Linked DNA regions of Pan troglodytes: region 1 is linked to region 2. The links are chromatin contacts, called in public HiChIP or PLAC-seq maps. All regions are on one chromosome and are shown on one strand. Each heading gives the region's core, a stretch centred on a gene start, on an enhancer-like site or on the middle of the called end of the contact. The rest is flanking DNA. Distances are from core to core; before and after follow the strand shown.

Region 1 (7,533 bases), core at 2,231-4,730, 250 kb before region 2:
GGGCATGGTGGCACATGTCTATAGTCCCAGCTACTCAGGAGGCCAAGGCAGGAAGATCACTTAAGCCTGGGAGGCAGAGGCTGCAGTGAGATCAGGCCACTGCACCCCTGCAGGGGGACAGAGCGAGACCCTGTTGCAAGATAAGAATTTTTTAAAACACTTTATGCTTTTTTTTCAACAATTTCTGTGAGTGTATAGTAAGTGTATATATTTATTTGGGTATATATTTATATATATTTATATATTATTAGGTGTATATATTTATACATTTATATATATAAATATATATATTTATTATGGAGTACATGAGATGTTTTGATATAGGCATGCAATGTAAATTAAGCACATCATGGAGCATGGGGTATCTATCCCCTCAAGCATTTATCCTTTGACTTATGGGGTATCCATCCCCTCAGGCATTTATCCTTTGAGTTACAAATAATCCAATTACACTCTGAGTTATTTTAAAATGTACATTATTGACCATAGTCACCCTGTTGTACTATCAAATAGGTCTTATTCATTCTATTTTTTTTGTACCCATTAGCCATCCCCACCTCCCACCTACTTTTCCTTAATACTTACAAAAGGTAAAATGCACCTTCTGACATGGCCGAACTGTGCAAAGTGTTCTTTCAGCTGACCTGTGTGGCAGAAGAAAACATTAAAAGTAGTTACTATATTTTGGATTCTCTATCTTAGACTGTAGAAAGAAACTAAAAGTGGTCCCAGGGTCACCAGATTTCTTGTGGACAGGAACTACTTTGCATTTCCTTAAAGGCTTAAGATTTAGGAAGCAGCTATGGTACTGACTATAAAGCCATAATGTACCAGACTTGGTGGTGAGAAGGTGAGATGGACAGAGAGGTAGTTGAGTTGGCTGCAGTCTCCATCCTCAGCAAATATCGAGTGCTTTCATACCAGTTACTGTGCTATGTGGACTATGATCCCTGTGAGCAGATCACAATGAAGAAAAAGACAAATTACAATCCAGTGTGTTTCCCAGTATACTGAAGATTTCCAAATAAAATCCCAACTTACTGGTCTTTCACAATTTAGTAAAATGTGTTGAGTTGCCCTCACCTATCCTTCCTGCCTTATTTCCCCACTGCTAGCCCCTAGTTACTCTCTAGTACAACTAATTGAATTATCTTTATCTGTCCTGCGGGTTACCCTCTTTTCATATGTTGTTCTCTCCCCTCCATATGTTGGTAATCCTATCTCCCCCTGGCTAACTTGTAACTATAACTATCCTTCAAGACCCAAACCAAGTACATCCACTGAGTATTACTTTATTGGGCTCCTATCACAGTACAAGACAATGTACCAGCTCTGTGAGACTTCAAAGATTTAGAGTATATAATCTTAAAGACTAAAAACTACACGATCTGTTTCTCTTCTGAACTACAGTGCTTGTACTTCACTGATTTACTTTTTATAATATCTATTTAGTTCTCCTAGTTCACCAAAACCTCACTGGTTCAACAATTGCCTATATTTGTTCTAAGTCTCTTCATCCCCACCACTAATTGTAAGCTCCCTCAGCATATAAACCACTATGTTTACAGTGACCAATAAACAGCAGGGCCTCAATATTGGCTAAATGAATAAGTAAAAGTCCACTAATCCTTCCAACAATCCACAGAGACTAAATTTTGAAGGGCTCTAATGGTTAAGTCAAACCAACTGGCAAGATCAACGTCTCACAGAATATGATACTGGAGAACAAAATAATGTTAAACATATGTTGTATACCAGATAATTAAAGTCCTAGAAGACACTGATTTCAAAACAAACCAGCTCTGGAAGGTAACCCTCTTCCTAAATTGCCTAAAATGGTGAAGGAAAAACAGCTGCAAGCACCAAGAACAATGCCTACCACAGAATAGATACTCAAATAAATATTTGCTGAATCAATGGAACAACAAAGAGAAACTGTTTCAAAGCTGTACATAATGCTGACTCTTTTTAAGGGTTTTAAACTAGCCCTTTATTGTCTGGAAACTTGCATCCGCAAGATGCTAATGAAACTCCTCCGCCTTTCCATAAAGTTTCACAGGGACTACGGGAGACTTTACTGGGCTTGGTCTTCACCAACCACATGTTTAAAAGATGGGGCACAAACCAACCTATTTCCCATTCTACTACTCACATCTGAGCCACAAAAAACTTAGAAGAAACTAAATCTTGCTCCATTTTGTTTCCAGGGGTTGACCTGAAACATGAATATCTACAAAAAGAGTGACCACGAATGTTTACATGTTGGTAAGCAAATATAAAAACCTCATCTCAAAACTGCAGCTGACAAAAATTGAAGGTGGTGAAAGATTTCAGAACTAATTATTCCAACCTTTATCTGTAGACTAGGCCTCTCCCGTAAGTTTCAATTTTAGTTACCGTGAAAATAACTATCATTTGCTGAGTACTTACACTGTATCTAACACAAGTCTAAGAAGTTTGCATATAAACTCAATCCTCTCAACAATCCTATGAGTTGGGTATTATTGACTCCATTTTATCGATGAGTAAACTGAGGCCCAGTTGTGAGCCCTTTTCCCATACTAACTTCAGTTATTCAAGTGATACAACGATTAAATGGCCAAGTTGGAATTCTAACCGCAAGGGTCTAGCTTCGGAGTCCACTTCTCTGCCACAATGATATACAACCTTTGTCCAATTGCCTGACGGAAACCTCACAAGTTTCTCAAAGTTAACACATTCAAACTTTACTCATCTTCTCTTGGCCTGCTCCTAACTTCTAAACAAACAATTCACCAATGCTAAAAACCCAGAAATCATTCCTCCCTTTCCTTTATTCCGTACACTTCTCCCACTTAAGCCATCACGAAACGGTATCTAATTTGCTTTTAAAACATTAATGCATCTGACCACCATCCTTCTACCATCGCCCTAATTCAGGTCCTCACGTTTTAAGTAAATTAATGAAATTGCCTTTTAGCTCCTCTGCACGCCTACAATCTTGCCACCTTGAATCCATCCTCCACACTACAGTCAAAATTATCCCTTCTAAATTGTAAATCTTGGTTACCAAGTAATAAATCTTTACACCAAATCACTCCTAAATGCAAGAGCCGGTGCATTCGTGACCCCAAAAGCTCAAGGGACATCCCTAAACGGTTAACTGCAAACAAAATTTCTTTCTGCTCACTTGCATGCTCAGGAGCAGTCTCCTAATTCAGCCACCACGCTGACTTAAGTACCCTGCAAAAAGCAGAAGCTTTGAGGATCACTTGGACCTAAAAATTCCACTACTCCCACATCTCCATCACTCACTCGACGCCGCAGTCCAAGGAATTCTTCTCACAAAAGCAACCGGCTGATTGATACTTCTACGCAGCGCCGCAGCACCTCGCGCTGCTGAGGCCGCCATCTTCAGACTAAAGCACCTTCTCGAGCCGAGGTCGCGGCCCCGGAAAAAATTTCCGGATCCGGAACACGAGAGAATCTGCTTCCGGATCAGAGGGTATAGGCCGCGAGATGGGGAAGATGGCAGCGGCCGTGGGCTCTGTGGCGACTCTGGCGACTGAGCCCGGGGAGGACGCCTTTCGGAAACTTTTCCGCTTCTACCGTCAGAGCCGGCCCGGGACCGCAGACCTGGAAGGGGTCATCGACTTCTCGGCGGCCCACGCAGCCCGTGGCAAGGGTCCTGGTGCCCAAAAGGTACAGAGAGAGGAGTGGCGCGCGTCTCTCCATCGCTTTGCCCCGCGTCTTGGAGGGACTTACGTGTCTTCTTCGCCTCTTTTCATCTCCAGACCGATTGTTATTGAACGATTCCTGCCCTCCTTTGGCTGCAGAGTCGAACTCCCCACTAACCGTCACACTAGCAATAAAGCGTTGAGATGCCTGTTTCTTTAGGCGGCCATTCCTGGCGGGGGCGCTCAGTCAAAAGAGCCTGGGAATCCGTGTTTATTTCTTACTGTAACCGTCTCCTCACATTTCTGTTTGGGTTTTTGTAAAACCCCATAGAACGTCTTTGTAGACGGTAGGGTAGACTTCTGCAGCTTAAAAAAAAACCACTCCCGAGGAATCCCAGAACTGACAGGGATGCGGCGCTGTTTGTTAAGCCGCTGTGCGTAAAACTAGTCCCTGTCTTCTCCTCTGGCCCTTTTAGAAGGAGGTCATTGAAGGATTCTGAGAATCCCTCCGTGTTGAAAATAAATGGCAAACAAGTATATATGGAATACAGGCACCGTTCTCTCAACTTTTCCCCATGGAGATTAAGAAGGGGAACACAGTCCGGGAGCAGTGGCTCAAGCCTGTAATCCCGCACTTCGGAGGCCGAGGCGGGTGGATCGCTTGAACCCAGGGGTTCGAGACCAGCCTGGGGCATGGCAAGACCCCCGTTTCCGCCAAAAATACAAAAAATTAGCCAGTCTCATAACCTGTTCTCAAGTAAATAGATTTTTTAAAAATTATTTTTTAAGGGAACATAACAGGCAAGAGGGAAAACGGGGAACCAAAACCGTAGTCCAATTTATATTTTCTTTCTTTACAATCCACTTTAACGTTGAGGATATGCAGTGCCTTAATTTGCTCTTGGTGTTGTCCACAGATGTCTAGATGAGGCATTCTTTCCAAGCTTCCTAACAGCTCTGATAAAATTGGGATGCTACAGTATTAAGTGTTAATGATTGCATACTTGAGCTCAGCTTTTCAGCACCTTCATTTGTTAGGGAAAAAAAGTGGTCTTAGAGTTGTCAAAATACAGAAAGTCCACACCCCAATAATAATATACTTTTTCTCTCCAGAGCGCTTCAGACTCTCATTCAGCTCCTTTTACCTACATTTTACCATAATATGTACATGCTTTTTAGAATGTCAGCCATCAGGGAATGAGCCATTATGTGTCTAGTACAGGACCTAAAACAGTACTAAGTACAGTATGTGTTGAGTACATGAAAACTTGGGTGTTTAGTTCCTCAGCTCAAAGCAGATTAAAGTAGTAATTAAGAGAAGTTACTATTACAAGCCAGCTGATGAGACTGGTGGGGAAAGTGGTGGTTAACAGTCTGGCAAGGGAGGAAAGAGAAAACCTTTTATAAAAGCTCAGTGGTGTCGTTCAGTTTAGCATATGATAGAATAGGTCCACTAACATCACCTCCGAGAGTGTGTTGAATTATAGTGCAGTATTAAGTATGGCCTATTAAAGAAATCATGACAAAATGCTTAAAAGTGTTTTACCAGTGCCTAGGTACCTGGAAAACTCAGCTGATAGTACTGTCAGAGGGTTTCAGATAGCCCTTTTATTATAGAGACTGGTTATACATCAGCAAACTTTTGGTATTTTGTCCAGGAATCTCCACACTTGGAGAAGTTGATAAGGTAAAAGATCATTCTCTTTCAAAGAGAATGTTTCATATGTGTATATATATGTGTGTATATATGTGTGTGTATATATAATATATATACTTTTTTTTTTACTGAGACAGCGTCTCACTGTGTCACCCAGGCTGAAGTGCAGTGGCGTGATCTTGGCTCACTGCAACCTCCGTCTCCTAGGTTCAAATGATTCTTCTGCTTCAGCCTCCCAAGTAGCTGGGACTACAGGCACGCGCCACCATGCCTGGCTAATTTTTGTATTTTTAGTAGAGACGGGGTTTCGCCATGTTGGCCAGTCTGGACCCAAACTCCTGACCTCAGGCTTCCCAAAGTGTTGGAATTACAGGTGTGAGCCACCGCTCGGCCTGTTTCATATATTTTAAGGCAAGGCAGACCCTAGGTTTACTATTCAGGGAAGAATAAAGGTTTTTTCCTTTAATGTTTTGACTTCAATGACTGCATAGTGGGTCTCTTAACCAATGTAATGAGCCATCCATTAGATACTCACATACAAAGAAAACTTCAGCCCCTGAAATACTAAATTCATTTCTAAGTAATTAACAGAAGCAGAAGTTGTAGCGTCAGTTGGACATTTCATCTAGAAGAGGGCAAACAGGATTTTTTAGCTTTTACTTTTAGCAAACAGGATTCCCAGTGTCTCACTGAAACATTTTTTCTGTCTGTTTACAGCACTCTCTTTTCATTCTCTTTTTTTTTTTTTTTTTCCCTCAGACAGAGTCTTGCTCTGTTCCTAGGCTGGAGTACAGTGGCACAATCTCAGCTCACTGCAACTTCCACCTCCCAGGTTGAAGCAATTCTGGTGCCCCAGCCTCTCGTAGCTGGGATTTCAGGCGCCCGCCACTACACCCAACTAATTTTTGTATTTTTAGTAGAGACGGGGTTTCACCAGGTTGGTCTCGGACTCCTGACCTCGTGATCCGCCTGCCTCAGCCTCCCAAAGTGCTGGGATTACAGGCGTGAGCCACTGCGACCGGCCTTGTCTTTTCATTTTCTCACCCTGTCCAGCTTGGTGTTCCTTATAGCTCTGTTTAAATACCAACTCTATACAAGTGTCTCAAAAGCATTACTGTTAGCCCTAACTGAAGTAAATAGCTTTGTGACTCAAGATATTTCAGTACACCAAGCACCTTTCATGATTCAACCCCATAAGAAGTTGGAAAGGTATGATGTCATAGGAAAAAGTAGTTTTGAAAGCCAAAATTAGTCTGCTTAAGTTTTCTTATTACCATTTTGCCTTAATTTTGGGTGACTCTACTGTTACTATATAGATGAGAAACTGAGGCCCTAAGACATTAAATGACTCATCTAAAATGCCCAGATCAAGTAAGCAGTACAGCTAAGATTAACCCCAGACTTAATACTCCTTGCTTTGGCCAGGCACAGTGGCATATACCTCTAATCCCATTGCTTTGGGAGGCCAACACAGGAGGATCACTTGAGTTCAGGAGCTTGAGGCTGCAGTGAACTATGATCATGCCTCTGCACTCGCCTGAGCAATAGAGCAAGGTTCTGTATCTTAAACAAGAATCCTAGCTTTGCCTCATACAAGAAATGTCTTTGGAGGTTTGAGGTTCCCAGGGTTGACCTGCAAAATAGATTTAGTCCTTTAACTTCTGTTTCCTTCCTGCCAGGTGATCAAATCTCAGCTAAATGTGTCTTCTGTCAGTGAGCAGAATGCATATAGAGCAGGTCTTCAGCCCGTCAGCAAGTGGCAAGCCTATGGACTCAAAGGCTATCCTGGTGAGTGTAACTGACCTCAGAGAAGGCAATATCACTCAATCATTTATGTCTTCATGTCTTCAAAGAAGGTACTGTGTGTGAGCAAGTAAATAGACAAAGGATACACACAATAAACAGATAAATGTTTCATTTCCAAACCCATTCTAGACTGTACCTTGTCTAAGACATCCGTTTTGAAAGGATAGAACAGGAGTCAGCAGTGCCTGCAAATGTGGCTGAAAGTGGCATGACCATTGAAAAAATAAGGACATTGCCTCTGGGCTCCCTGCCACAACTCTGAACATCTGATTTGGCAGAAGTGCTGTGAAGAATAATTTATCGTTATCATTGTAATAAATGTCATATAATAGTTATGAATAATTCATAATTGTCCCTCTAGTCACATTCTCAAATGGCATAACAACTTAAAACTTGTTGCTATCAAGGCTGAAC
Region 2 (7,731 bases), core at 5,157-7,656:
GCAACCTCTGACTCCCTGGTTCAAGCTATTCTCCTGCCTCAGCCTCCTGAGTAGCTCGGATTATAGGCACGCACCACCATGCCCAGCTAATTTTTGTATTTTTAGTAGAGACGGGGTTTCATCATGTTGGCCAGGATGGTCTCGATCTCCTGACCTTGTGATCTACTAGCCTCGGCCTCCCAAAGTGCTGGGATTACAGGTGTGAGCCACTGCACCTGGCCACTGGGATTATTTTTAAAAGCTTATCCTCCTGACTCAACTGGAAACATTATAACATATTAAGTGCATGTGAGGTCTACTATGGAAGGATGGCGTGAACGCCGTGGCACTTTGATGACTTCAAGAGTGGGTAATCTACCCAGCACCTATGGATGCATGGTTAGTGCCTTTCCTCCACTCTGCCTTACCTCTGCAGAAAAGCCACAACTAGTTATGGCACTGGTCCTCCCCAAAAAGGTATCTATCACCTTCCATCACCTTCTTTGATGGTTATTATACATATTCCAACACCAAGATCAGAATACACTGGCAGAAATGGAATCCCAGGGGAAAGCTGAGCTGACTTCTATTCTAAGCATCTAAATATCCCTGGAGAGTGCATATCAAAGATAGTCCAGACTGTATTCAAGTAATGAGTCCAGAGATGCCAAGTCTTTAGATTAGCGCTGTCCATTAGAAATATAATGTGAGCCTCAAATACAGTTTTTTGTTTTTTTTTGTTTTTTTGAGATGGAGTCTCCCTCTGTCACCCAGGCTGGAGTGCAATGGCGCGTTCTTGGCTCACCGCAACCTTCACCTCCTGGGTTCAAGCAATTCTCCTGCCTCAGCCTCTTGAGTAGCTGGGATTACAGGCATGCACCACCATGCCCGGCTAATTTTGTATTTTTAGTAGAGATGGGGTTTCTCTATTGGTCAGGCTGATCTCGAACTCCCGACCTCAGGTGATCCGCCCACCTCGGCTTCCCAAAGGGCTGGGATTATAGGCGTGAGCCACTGCACCCAGCCCGTAGTGTAATTTATACTCACAGCACATCTCTTGTGTTTTTTGGTCATCCAGGCTGGAGTGCAGTGGCATGATCTCAGCTCAGTGCAACCTCCCTGCCTCCTGGGCTCAAGCCACTCTCCCACCTCAGCCTCCCGAGTAGCTGGGATTACAGGCACGGGCCACCGCATCCAGCTAATTTTTGTATTTTTTGTAGAGACAGGGTTTCGCCATGTTGCCCAGGCTGGTCTCAAATTCCTGAGCTCAGGCAATCAGCCCACCTCAGCCTCCAACAGTGCTGGGATTACAAGTGTGAGCCACTGCGCCGGGCCCTCACAGCACATCTCAGTTTGGTCTAGCCACATCTAAAATGCTCAACCATCAATATTAGACAACACAGCTCCAGATCTTTCCCTTACTCTGAGCTTATGGACTGACTTTAAGATGAAATAAGCCCCCTCCCCCCAAATCTTTACCCATTTGCCAAAGAAAGGACTGTCCAGGCCCTTAATCAGAGTCTAACAGGTGGAAACTACCTCCTTAAGGCATACAGAACTACTCAAGGGATACCTGTTTTGAGGGTGCTGATGTAAATTCCCATTGCTTCTCTTAGAAGTTTCACCCCTTCTTCCTTCATTAAGGCCACGAGATTTGTGTCAGGCTCATCTTTGGCAAGGCTCACACTAATCTGGGTGAAAGATGAGAAGTAGGTGGTAAATAACTTGAGGGGCACCCTCATTATGGAATGTGGGGGCTGAGCAATCAGGTAACTGCTGACATTTCCAAAGGAAATGCATGAGTACTGTGGTATTCGTACAATCCCCATTAGTGTTCCTTCTTGAGTCCTCTCTGTCAAGTGGCTAATGTTAGTTAGAACCCATGTCACTAGCTAAAGTGAAGAAATTAAAGAAGTGCAAATTGCTCTAGAAGTTTCCAATGGCACCATATGCCTAGAAAATTATCTGCAGGCTAGGGTTCTGAATGCTTGGACCAAGCCTGGGCTATGAATCCTGAATGACAGGTCACTTTTCTCATCTGAGAATAAGAGGATATAGAGGACTCGGATTAGGAGTTATGAAGCACAAACCTCCACTTCATCCACGCTGTTTTCATCAGACAAATTGGGGATCTCCACATGTCCTTTGTACTGTACTCCTGACTTAGAAGTACCTGTCAAAACCAATGCAATGTCATTAGTCCACTCCTTGGCAGGAAAGGTCTCTGCTCCAGGGTCCTAACTGCTACCTCACTTCTGCTGCTTTTGGATGGCTGAACTGATCCTCTTTATTCTGAGAATGCCACATGCCAGATGCAATCAACACCCGCACCTCCAAAAGAAATGTCTTTCCTCACCAGGTTACTGGAAACCAACTATGTTATTACAATGTGGGACAAAGAGCTATAGATTTGGTACTAGCATGAGTTATACCATGAGAACTTGGGTCAAAAGCCAGTAGTTCTGCTAGAATACTTGTTTTGAAAATATCAATTTATTTCAGTGCAACTGAAATATTAGGGAACAATTTGATTATAATGAGAAGTTCATGTTTGCTTATATGTGACTCCATCCATGAGAAACACTAGGTGAATACGGAAAGCCTCACCCAGCTACAAAGGATACATAAAACACACACATCTCAAACACCTATCTGCCAATGACCTCAGTTTACAGCGTGTGTTGTGAGCCATACCCATCCTCAACTAGTGTAATGTTCCTTCTGATTGTGGATGACTCTCCTTCTACCATTCCATAGTAGTCCTCAAGCTGCAACCCTTCTGATGCCCACTTTTTTCCGCCCCCAAGACAGAGTCTTGCTCTGTCGCTCAGGCTGGAGTGCAGTGGCATGATCTTGGCTCATTGCAACCTCCACCTCCCAGGTTCAAGCAATTCTTCTGCCTCAGCCTCCCAAGTAGCTGGGATTACAGGTGTGTGCCACTACGCACGGCTAATTTTTGTGTTTTTTAGTAGAGATGGGGTTTCACCATGTTGGCCAGGTGTGTCTCCAATTCCTGACCTCGTGATCCACCTGCCTCAATCTCCCAAAGTGCTGAGATTACAGGCGTGAGCCGCCGCGCCTGGCTTTGATGCCCACTTTCACAAATAAACTTCAGGTCTTTTTCATGGTAAAGCACCATATTTATTGTAGTATTCACCTATTTTTTATTTTTTTTGAGATGGAGTCTCACTCTGTTGCCCAGGCTGGAGTGCAACGGTGCGATCCCAGCTCATTGCAACCTCCGCCTCCTGGGTTCAAGTGATTCTCCTGCCTCAGCCTCCTGAGTAGCTGGGACTACAGGCACATGCCACCACGCCCGGCTAATTTTTTGTATTTTTAGTAGAGACGGGGTTTCACTGTGTCAGCCAGGATGGTCTTGATCTCCTGACCTCGTGATCCGCCCACCTTGGCCTCCCAAAGTGCTGGGATTACAGGCGTTAGCCACCACGCCCGGCCTATATTTATCTATTTCTTACCATTTAATGTGCACAAAACTATGCTACCAATTTTTAGTCCCTATATTAAAAAAAAAAAGTGTCGGCCAGACACAGTTCAAGACCAGCCTGGCCAACATGGTGAAACCCGTCTCTAATAAAAATACAAAATTAGCCGGGCGTGGTGGCGGGCACCTGTAATCCTACTTGGGAGGCTGAGGCAGGAGAACTGGTTAAACCCGGGAAGTGGAGGTTGCAGTGAGCCAAGATCGCGCCACTGCACTCCACCCTGGGTGACGAGCAAAACTCTGTCTAAAAAAAAAAAAAGGAGGTCTGAGCAAGATGACACCGAAGATTCCTTCCATACTACTATGCTTCAAGTGTACTTTAAAAACAAATTAACAAAAATCATGGACAGATAGATCTACTTTCACCCTTCTTTATGATATGACTATTCACTTCGGAAATGTTTATCAAAGCACAAATTTCATGCTTTGCCCCATACACAGACAGTAGCTATCTCATACTCCCTTAGCTTTAGTGCCTTTTTACATTCAGGCTCCCGACAGTCAGGACTGTCCAAAACGGTCATACGCATGACCTCAATTTTTTCCTAATGTCATACACAAGGGACATAAAACTAGAAGACAGATAAAACAGCCCCAAATTACTGTCACACACAAGCTTCATTAGCGCAGTGGTTTAATCTGTTAAGATTCACACTGAAGACAGTGCACAAAGATCAAGACCAAAAAAATCCTCTCCTTCCTCCTTTTAAATCACTCACAAGATACATGTAGCTAGTCTGAAGAAATATCATCGTAGAAGGTCCAAAGATGCAGTGGCCCGGCCACTTCATGGATGGGACTTATGAGACCCAGACACAGGAAATCCATTTAGCATCCCACAATGGCAAAGAAATTCCAGGACTCGATACTGCTTTAACATAGGACTCCAAAGCAGCAACATCTGCCTTCTCCCTTCAAGGTCTGTAACTCCTCAAAACTGTTCTCTCCAGCTACTTAACAGGTTAAACAAAACACAGTTAATCTCTCTGACAGCCCAGCTTAGACTTACCTGTCCAGTTTAGTTTGACGCTCCATTCATAAAAGAAGATAAGTTTCCCTTTGCGATTGTTAATGGATGCCTCTCCATCAAGCTTACTCACTTCCGTCACCTCACACTTGCCTTCTTCATTTTGAACCTGCACTGCCAGGAACAGTGTTTTCAGCTTATCCGTGGACCAATTTGAAGCATCTCTCTCCGTCCTGCAAAGCAGAAACAGAGCTATGAACCAGCAGTCAAACGGAGGATACGCTGCTCTATGCAAGAGAATACGAGGTTAAAGGAGGCCTGACAAATAGTTTGAAAAGAACACAAAAACTCCCAGTCCCACTCCAGTATGTCCACAAACATGTCATTCTTTTTTTAGGAAGACAAGGGGTTGCACACTGTCAACAAAGACAGCTGCTGTAGAAAATGGTATAAACTCAGTGGAAAATTATGCTCTCCTTTCTCGGCATGATGGTGCGGGGGAATACTCGATACTTTAACATGGCGCCCCCATTTGACCAAGTGGAAAACTGCACATATTGCTGAGATCAGGAACACAGACTGGACCATGAAAGAATAGTACTTAGCTAAAAGGCCCAGAAAGGATTAAACCAATAACCCTGACCTCACTGGCACAGTGTTCTGACCTATCAGATTCGCACTTGTATTATAAACTTCCTACACATTCACTGCCCCCTAGATGGCCAGAAAAACGTTAAGTCCAGGGCTTCAAAACAAACAACAAAAATTAGGTCAAGTACTCTGCATGTTAAGAAGAGACAATACAAAGTGAGATATGGAAAAGAAACATCACTATCTGCCTTCCTACTTATTAACTATTAGAGAAAACAACAGCAAAAAAGGCTGCAACAAAGTAACGGTACAATACAAACATTATGAACAAAGTTCAGTGGAATTCAAAAATAAGGAAACATTACTTTGGGAAGATTTCATGAAGCAGGGCAGTTATTTTAAGAACGGTCAGGTTATAAAACCACGGCTGCTCGGCAACCTGGAGTTCCAACACACCCGACCTGATAGTTCCGGGTGAGAGGCCGCAGCTATCTGAGCTCTGAGCACCTGCACAACACGTTCTCAATCTCCCGCGGGACCGCTGCAGCGGTCCCCTATGAATGACTTTTAATTTTACCGCAGGCCGCAAAATAGGAATTACAGACCCCTGGCCTTAGGCCTTTCACAGCTATCTCCCAACACAATCAAAGGAGGTTCCAGTCTCAGTGACTCCTCTGGCCACGTGTAGTAAGCACCTCCCTGCTCGGGCTGGATGCAGCAGCCAGGGCGTTATCTCCTAGTCTCTCTGACAACCCTCCTCTGGGGCGCAGCCCTCCAAGTCCATCTCCCTCCCCTCAAACACTGAGAAGGTGACCGCGGAGTGGAGAGGCCTGGGGCTACGGACCCCTGCCACAGGAAGGACCCACCCCCATCTCCGGACAGGGCTACCTCAGCCCCGGCTCTGTCCGGACCGAGGTTCTAGGAACCCTGAAACCCTGGCCCGGCCGCAGGTCTCCCAAGGCCGGCCTGCTTTGCTGGCCCTCACCAGTGCCAGTTGTTGACGTTGGTGGCGTCCGCCCGCTCCTCCACGATCCAGCGTGGGTCTCCCTCACCCCACTTGGCCATCGGCTCTCCTATCGCGGCGCCACCAGCTCCGGAGCAGCCGTAGCCACAGCCTCAGGACCGCTTAGTGCCAGCCGCCCGGCAGCGCCTGGAAACTACTAGAAGCGGCCGCAAGCACCTCCTGGCTTGCTTTTCCCTCCACCCCCTCCCCTCCTTAACTTCCGGCTCCTCCCCACTCCCACCGGTTACTTCCGTCCCAACTCGCCGCACCGTGGGTTCCGCCTGATTTAGAGATCCTTCAGACTCCCTCGGGTTCTCCCCAAAAAGCGTCCCGAAACCCAACTGCTCATACAACCATTCCTCACCCATAGGAAAACAAAGAACACGTCTCATTGCTTCCCTGGACCCTAAATCGCCCTTGCTGAGCCTCATGGGAATTGTAGTCTTGCTACGTGACCCGGGGGATAACCGCGGAAGGTCGCGCGGAAAGGATAGGAAATGACCTAGCACGGTGCTTGGGGTTTCTGGGGGCTGTAGTCAAGAAGCCTTGTGGTTCGTCGGGACAGCGCCTGACAGCAGAGGCAGAAGAAACTACGACTTCCAGCATGCCCTGCGGTCTCGTTATTCGTGTTTTCTCTCCGCCCCACGATTATTCCCTTCCGCCCCCTTCTCTAAGCTGCACAGCCTGAACAGAAGGGCTGGTCCAGCGGCGGCGGAGGCTGGCGCTGTCCTGAGAGGGAGGGCTCTGTGCGGAAGAGGTGAGGGTGTCCCAAGCCCCTTGGGTCGCGTATTTGGCAGAGTCCAGCCTCTCCGCATCTTAATCTTTTCCCCTCTTCTAGGAGGCATCCCTACACCCTACGACTACAGGCCTTATTCTCTTCTTTCAGTCAGGGCGACCCTTGGGCGCTGGAGTACGCTTGGGATTGGGGCTGCGAGTGAGCACCAGCGATTGGTTCGGAAGCGGACATTTGGTTCAGAACGAGCATTTAACTCTGCCAGGGATCCGCTGGGCTCTGACGACTGCGGTAGATCCATGGCTTCCTGGACGTTCACCCGTAGAGTCATCCTAGCTTAACTCTTGTTTCCTGGTCTCAGTTCACAAGCCTCACCTGTATCTTCCTGGCTCGGAAGATAATTGAAACCAAGTCTGACTTCTCAGTAGCTGGTTTTTGGAGTTTTCTGAGGCAGGGAGCATGTTGTGGTTTTCTTGCTGATTCTTCTGTTTTCCTTTGTAAAGTTCCTGTTCTCCCCTGAGGTCTCTCACCCTGCCTTGTTGGCTGTCAGTAAACAAGAGACGATAAAGACAAACCTCTGAAGTATTTTAAATCATGTTGAAGCACCTGTCACTCTTAAGAGTGACAATCGTACCTGATTACTTTATAACTCTAGAGCCACTAGATCATTATCTATACTTGCCAAGTAAACCTAGCTTCTCATTTGGCGTTATAAATACAAATTGATGGCAGTTGTTTACTGCCATTGCATGGTTAAAAAGATTCCAGAAATCCTCTGGCAGATTATTGTGTTTGTTAGACACATTCTATGTCTATCTGTAGATAACTACTATAGTGAAGGAATGATCTCTAGTTTTCTGGAAAGTGAAAAATAGGTAGAAGGACCATGCAAGACACTAGAAATGGTCTAGGAGCCAGAAAGCCTGGATTGTAATTTGAAATAGGAGCACTTAACA

The links. HiChIP or PLAC-seq counts read pairs in DNA pulled down with a chosen protein or histone mark.
Region 1: an H3K4me3 HiChIP or PLAC-seq map of stem cell-derived excitatory neurons shows a contact between it and region 2, with 2.3 times the contacts expected there. The contact joins the promoter of ALKBH1 here to the promoter of AHSA1 in region 2. A contact is called at or near these places in 1 of 7 Hi-C or Micro-C datasets (stem cell-derived neural progenitor cells) and 1 of 1 datasets of contacts at active chromatin or transcription factors (stem cell-derived excitatory neurons).

What each region holds. Positions count from the first base shown.
Region 1 is chr15:75,655,639-75,663,171 of NHGRI_mPanTro3-v2.0_pri, reverse strand. ALKBH1 (alkB homolog 1, histone H2A dioxygenase) reads left to right here and starts at 3,480. Exons shown (of 6, transcript XM_510096.8): 1 at 3,480-3,681; 2 at 6,993-7,101. The coding sequence starts at 3,499. SLIRP (SRA stem-loop interacting RNA binding protein) reads right to left here and starts at 3,423. Exons shown (of 4, transcript XM_003952546.5): 1 at 3,295-3,423; 2 at 586-644. The coding sequence starts at 3,391.
Region 2 is chr15:75,412,566-75,420,296 of NHGRI_mPanTro3-v2.0_pri, reverse strand. It overlaps AHSA1 (activator of HSP90 ATPase activity 1), which reads right to left and starts at 6,406. Exons shown (of 9, transcript XM_063793815.1): 1 at 6,312-6,406; 2 at 4,491-4,681; 3 at 2,070-2,152; 4 at 1,553-1,670. The coding sequence starts at 1,619. It overlaps VIPAS39 (VPS33B interacting protein, apical-basolateral polarity regulator, spe-39 homolog), which reads left to right and starts at 6,413. Exons shown (of 20, transcript XM_001164812.7): 1 at 6,413-6,799.